Regions from separate parts of the Gossypium hirsutum genome. Here region 2 is linked to region 1. The links are chromatin contacts, called in public Hi-C maps. All regions are on one chromosome and are shown on one strand. The core of a region is the stretch at or near the end of the contact, and the rest is flanking DNA. Distances in the headings are between cores, read along the strand shown. Region 1 has its middle 30 kb from the start of LOC107900370. Region 2 holds the start of LOC107901705 (ras-related protein RABA1c).

What was found. A called contact is a pair of places that touch in the nucleus more often than the background predicts.
Region 2: a Hi-C map of leaf shows a contact between it and region 1, with 3 times the contacts expected there. The contact joins the promoter of LOC107901705 here to the enhancer-like site in region 1. A contact is called at or near these places in 2 of 34 Hi-C or Micro-C datasets (both in leaf).

The regions. Positions count from the first base shown.
Region 1 is chrD06:49,630,283-49,633,451 of Gossypium_hirsutum_v2.1, forward strand. No RefSeq gene overlaps it. Among protein-coding and RNA genes, the nearest start is that of LOC107900370, 30 kb to the right of the region's middle. Within about 2 kb of position 1,684, at least 2 of the 9 cell types and tissues checked have an H3K27ac peak or open chromatin away from gene starts, as enhancers often do. A contact at or near this core is called in leaf, where this site is marked.
Region 2 is chrD06:49,778,630-49,781,798 of Gossypium_hirsutum_v2.1, forward strand. It overlaps LOC107901705 (ras-related protein RABA1c), which reads right to left and starts at 1,436. Exons shown (of 2, transcript XM_016827797.2): 1 at 867-1,436. The coding sequence starts at 1,087.

The sequences.
Region 1 (3,169 bases), core at 434-2,933:
CAATTATTAAATTACCAAATATTCTTTATTTTAACAAAGTAATAAATATTAGTTTAAAGGTATTTTTTTCTTTTTATATAAAATCTAGAAAGGAATCCATGATTAAGATTAGACTTGAACTCAAAACACCAAACATATGCTATCCAAATTTTGTCAGTTCAGAGTTTTTATATGAAATCTTTATAAATATATTATATGATTATTTTTACTCATATCATAGGTACGTCATAATTTTATTGATAATGTCGTCAATTGAGTTAGTATTACAAGTTAATTCGATATCAACTTAAAAAAAAATGAAAATGTTATAATAAACAATTGAAGTGCATTTAATATTCTTAATATGATGAATTTTCTTATTTAAAGTTATTTTTATTTATAATTTAATTTTTTTAATTTCATTAATATTACATATGTGTTATTATTAATTTTAAAATTTACATTTTATTATCTATTGTATATTATTTATAAACACATTGATATATTTTAAAAACATAATTTTCAAATTTCCATATGGAAAAAGAAGATATAAAACCGGCTTCACAAAGCAACAAAAGTGGTCATAACTCGTAATAAAAAACACAAAGGCGACTGCATATATTTCTTTAGGATATCATCGACACAGATAAATAACGTTGGTTATTAATATCTAGACTCCACCTAAGAATCAACTCTCTTCGCTAAGCCTTTCTCTGTCCATTTCATTATCCTTAGAACATGTCCCAACCGGACATCAAATTTGGACATGTTTGGAGAAATTGGTTCATCCAGTTTATCAGAAATTTGTTTCGAATCTCCCATTAAATAGAAGAGCAGACCTATGTTCAACTAGAAATATCAGTACTTCACTTCCGAATTATACCTGGAGAGGGAAAGCAAAAGAATTTTAGTGTCTGAATCAGAAAATAATTTCGAATTCATGATGGTCTCAAACTCTAGAATTTGGAGAGGCAAAATATCAGGAAAATAAATAATGATTAAGCATTTATATAAGCCATATTAACAAACAAAACAAGGGTTTGCTACAAAGAAAAAAGGAAAGGAAACATTGTCTTCTTTGAATCTCAATAGAGTAATTCATTGAGTTTGTAGTGCAAAAGAATAGCCGGACAAATCTCCTTTGGCAGAGTGCACACTACACTACATCAAAGAATGAGCTTTAAATTTCACCAAAAAAAAAAAGAATGAGCTTTAAAGTGACATTCTGCCAATGGAGAAATTGCCCTGTAATGCAGTTGCACCTTAAGTCATCGCCCTTGGTTGGGTTTGCCACACTGCCTTAATTCTCCCTTATTTATGCTGTCCTGGAAACAAGCATATTCAATGGAACAATGCCTAAATGTTGCTTTTTATTCTTGAATGAATGACATTGACTGCCACCTGATTGTTCATATTTAAGAATTCCAGTGAATAATCGCCAATATAAACCAATATGCTTCCTTGAATGTTTTCATCAGCACCCAACTGTATTTTCACAAATAGAGAGAAAAAAAAGGGAGTTTTGGAGAATACCTTTGGCATGGAAGATCCAAAGAATGTTCTCTATTTTCTATATCTGGTGTGGATGTCCCCATTAGTCAACCAGCCAAATGAACCTAAAACTTCTGATTTATGCAGAAGCTCGAAGCTGCATTTTCTAAAGGCATGTTCTTTTGGGCCAAATGTCAAGCCCGACATATGATTTATATGGATTTATGGCCCATAAATGGTTTGTTCTTTCTTTGTTCTTTTTCAGGCTTGTTAGAGGGGTTACACTGCAATCAAAGGGATAACTTGGATTTACATTCGCTGTTTTTGGAATTTGTAACTTTGCCCTGTGTTATTTATAGGACTGTAGACGCTGTTACGATGCAGAGCTGAAGAGTATTTCAGCTTTCTGATAATTTTACAGAGTTTGAGATTCTTCATTTCCTTGCAAAACAACAGATTGGGTATCCCCATAAGGCTTGTACTACATCCCAGTAATCAATGACAAACTTTAAGAAAGAAAAAATATATATTTACATCATAAATCTGATCTATAGATATATAAAATATATTTGCTAATACTGGTTTTCGACATGAAAATAGTAGAAAGAAAACCTAAACCCAAATGAGACATACATTTACATATTGCCTTTAGCCTCTTGTTTTGGGTAAAACAATTGTTTATTTCCAAAGTAAAACTTAAAGCATAGTGTTTGGCAAGATGCAAGCAAGGAAGATAGTTTGGTCATGTGAGTCCGGATTCACTGGACGGGAAGATAAAAAAGGGAAAAACAGCTTCAACATATAGACAAAATGGGTAGAAAGTAGAGCCTCCTTTCACAAACTGAGAGGGAGATGTCATGCACAAATGGACAAAGGAAACAGATAAAACTGATGGGTTTAAAAACATATCCAAATATCAGAAGATTATTGGGACAGATAGAGAGACCCCCCTTAGAGGTTTCAAAACAGAGCTGGTGTGTCACTAGGGTATACGCCAATAAAAGCTAAATATATGTGTGATTTAAAGGGGGATGGATTTGGGAAGTTGTGGAGCTACTAAAATAAACCTAAACTATACAAATGATCACCCAATTATGTTCACTTTTTTTTTTAAGTTAATTTTAAAAATTTTCATTTTAGGTATTAAATTTTATATTAATTTTTATTTTGGTCATCCGCTATTAAATTGATAACGGAAATAATGATATGACCTTTTTCTAACTGGCATAAAAATACATTTAGTCCTCAATACTTGTATATTCTATCAATTTGATCCTTAAATTTACTAACCGAAGCTTTCAGCTTTTAAAATAGAGGCATCCCATATCTTTAAATTTATAAACCTCCCCCCCCAAAAAAAAACTTCTTCAATTATGCAAATATAACATGTAATGGATAACACATGAAAATATATTGTTGCTTAGAAACTAAACAATTGGATCAACACTAAACATCCAAATCCAAATAACCAAGCTTAAGAAACATAAAATCTAGCAATAGGTACTAATTAATTCAATAAAATCCAGAATAATTAACATCAAAGTTGCAGTTCTGATGTGTGTTCACGTGACTAACTAAAAATACGACGAAGGCAAGTGCACCTATCGATAAATAGTATAGCTATGGTGAGTAGAGATATCGTATCCATAAGAACTAAAAGTATTAGTAATTGCCGTTTTCCTATTATTTAGCCGACAAA
Region 2 (3,169 bases), core at 186-2,685, 150 kb after region 1:
TATTTTCTTTCATCTCACTTTTCTTTGTTAACAAGGCACACCCTAAAAGTTGCCACTCAAGGACTTGAAAGGTCCCTCCCTCTAGAAACTAACATCATTTACTTGTTCAAGCCATTTCTTCCATAATCAATTTACCACACTGTAGCTATAAGGTCCCTGCAACATCCCAAAATACCAGACTAGATTGATGCTAAACACTAGACTAACAAATTCCATGCGCAAATCGGATTCAAGATCCTGGTAAGCAATCATCATCTCTTTGTAACTAGTGATAACATATGAGAAAATAAGAAAGCGGGCAAGTAACGAAGACAAATATATCTTATATCTAGCAGGAAGCGAACATATTAATGCAAAGCATGACCATCTCGTTTGTTACTCATTTTGTCAAGCCACTTAACTGTAGATGAATGCACACAACCCGTATAACATGATCACAAGATTAAGAATAGTCAAGATCTGCTGACATGCACTTCAAATCTATGTTGGATCTATTTGCAATACAAGCCTATTAGGAAAGATACTAAATCTAAACAACAGATTTGCAAGAAACAAGCAATCATAACACCATTTACTTACAAGCTACTCACAGATCTAGATAAGCAAGACCCTTTTTTTCTCTAGTATACTGGTAAAAGGGAGATTTGTTAAACCCCATTTCAGATCAAACCAAACTCTTCAAGAATCAAAGTTAGTTTCTTTTCCCAAGCAACAACGAATTTCAAGAAAAAAATCTCCAAGAAGAAGGAAAACCTTATACGCTTATGATATTTGCCAATCTTTTATACAAAATCAGAAAAGAACTATAAATACCCAGATCAAAAAAAAAAAGGGAAAGGAAGACGAGAAAGTAGGAAAAGTGAGACCTTTCTTGACCAGCAGTGTCCCAAATCTGAGCCTTGATGACCTTTCCATCAACATTCAAGCTACGAGTAGCGAACTCAACACCAATAGTGGACTTGGACTCGAGGCTAAACTCGTTCCTGGTGAACCTCGAGAGCAGATTTGACTTTCCGACTCCGGAATCACCGATCAAAACCACCTTGAAAAGATAGTCATAGTCATCCTCAGCTCTGTAACCAGACATCTTTACTCTTTCACAGAACCACAGCTGTTACCCTCTTTCTTTGCGTCAAGTAAATAAACGAGTGTGTGAAAGAGGAGATGGCACGCGGCTTCTAAGTATATTAAAAGCCTCTTCTTTTGAGATCTGCCTAAGAAAAAAAAATCTAGTTGTTTTGGTTTTGGTATGAGTTGGAAATGTGAAAGACTGAATGTCTGCTCCGTTGGACTCCAGAAAATGTGGGGAAATATCCTTGAAAGTTGGGGCCTTTTCTGGAATGACTTCAATGCCTTCAAAATTTTTCACCTATAACGTCTTTTTGCTGCTGGAAAATGAGGATTTATGGGTCAATTTAACCATTGTTATATACGGTCTTTTGAAGTGGGAATGTTGTAATTTCACGACACTACTTGTTGATTTTTCGGGTTCTTTTCCCTTTTATTTTTAATAACACGAATAACGATGTATTAAGATTAATTTGTATTTTTCTGTTTTTAATAAAAAAATAAGTAAATTAATTTTTATATTATTAAAAGTTAATGTAACTGATGAAATAATCAGACAGTGCCACTCATGTTAACGCATATGAATCAATTTTTAATCATAGAAATAGATAAAAATTTTAATAAAAAATTAATTTATTTTTTAATCTAACATATAGAGACTAAATTGCCATTTTTTTAGTTAAGATGGCAAAATGTAATTCGACTCTTAATAAAAGAACATTCATGATAATTTTACTAGGAATAACTCGTTGAATCCAAGTTGTGGCTTATTGTCAAAGTATCTACTTTCCCCAAAAATTGCATGGGTTTGAATCATTATTATACCAAAATTTCTAACCTATACAAGCTAGAAATATTTGTTACAAATATTGGTATACCATTAGAAATTTTAGTATTAACTTGTAATTAGGTGATTTGGTTAAACATTTTTCTAAGTTTTTTTCAAAGGTGTACAACAGAATTGTCAAAAAAGAACCTTCAAGTTGAATGCTTTCGATGATATATTAGCAATGTTGTCTGAACCCAATTGAATCAATTGGCCGAATTGATTGGATCAAAGTGGTCGGGGTATCGATTTGGAGAGTGACAAAAAACTAGTAGACCCAGGAGCCAGTACAGATCGGTTGAACCAAACTCAAAAACTAGTTGAATCGATAGTTAAATTGGTTGAACCTAATTTTACTTTAATTTTTAATATTTTTTATTTTTTTTGATAATTTATTTGCTTTGAACCAAATAGACTGGTTAAATCGGGAACAGGTGGTCTGATCGGTTTAACCACGGGTCTAATTTTAAAAAAAAATGGATTTTGATTATCGTTTTATGCTAAGAGTGGTGTATACTATTTATTGTAGTCTCTTTCTTCTTCTTCTTCTTCTTCTTCTTGATTTTGTTATTAAAAAATAGAACATATTTGCCCTTTTTCATAATAAAATATTAATATTTGATTTCTCAAAATATTGCTATTGGAAATTAATTTCTAAAATGTTTTTTTAGGGTTTTTTACCAAAATAATTAAATAAATACTGAAATGAGATAAAGGCAATAATATTTACGAATCTAGGTAAGAGCTACAGTAAAAAATCGGTGCTGCTTGACCAATCAGCGGCACCCCTCTCCCCAGCCATTAGTCACATCAGGTTTTAAAAATATATATATTTTTATGGGTGCCGCCTACTCAATCGGCGGCATTGGACTGAAATGTGATGACCTAAAATATTTAGGAACCTAATATGTAAATTTTCCATTTTGATTGAAAAGCTTTAAGGGTGCCACCTACTTGATGACACCAAACTTCAAAAAGGTAAATTGCTTAATAACCCCTTCTTATTTATTTTCTTTTATTTCCCTTCAACACCAAAAATAGAGAGGCCTATCACTAATTAGTCCAAAAAGTTTTTCTACTAAAAAGTATTTTGTAAAAAAGTCGATTTCAACTGAAAATAAATTTCATTTATTTTTCGAAAAATAGTTTTTTTTCAAATTATTTTATTCCAGTTAGAATAATTTTTGAAAAATAATTTTACAAAAAAAATTATATTTTGAAAAATAAAGAAAATTTGTTTCCAGTTGGAATAAGCTTTTTTTTACAAAAATAGTT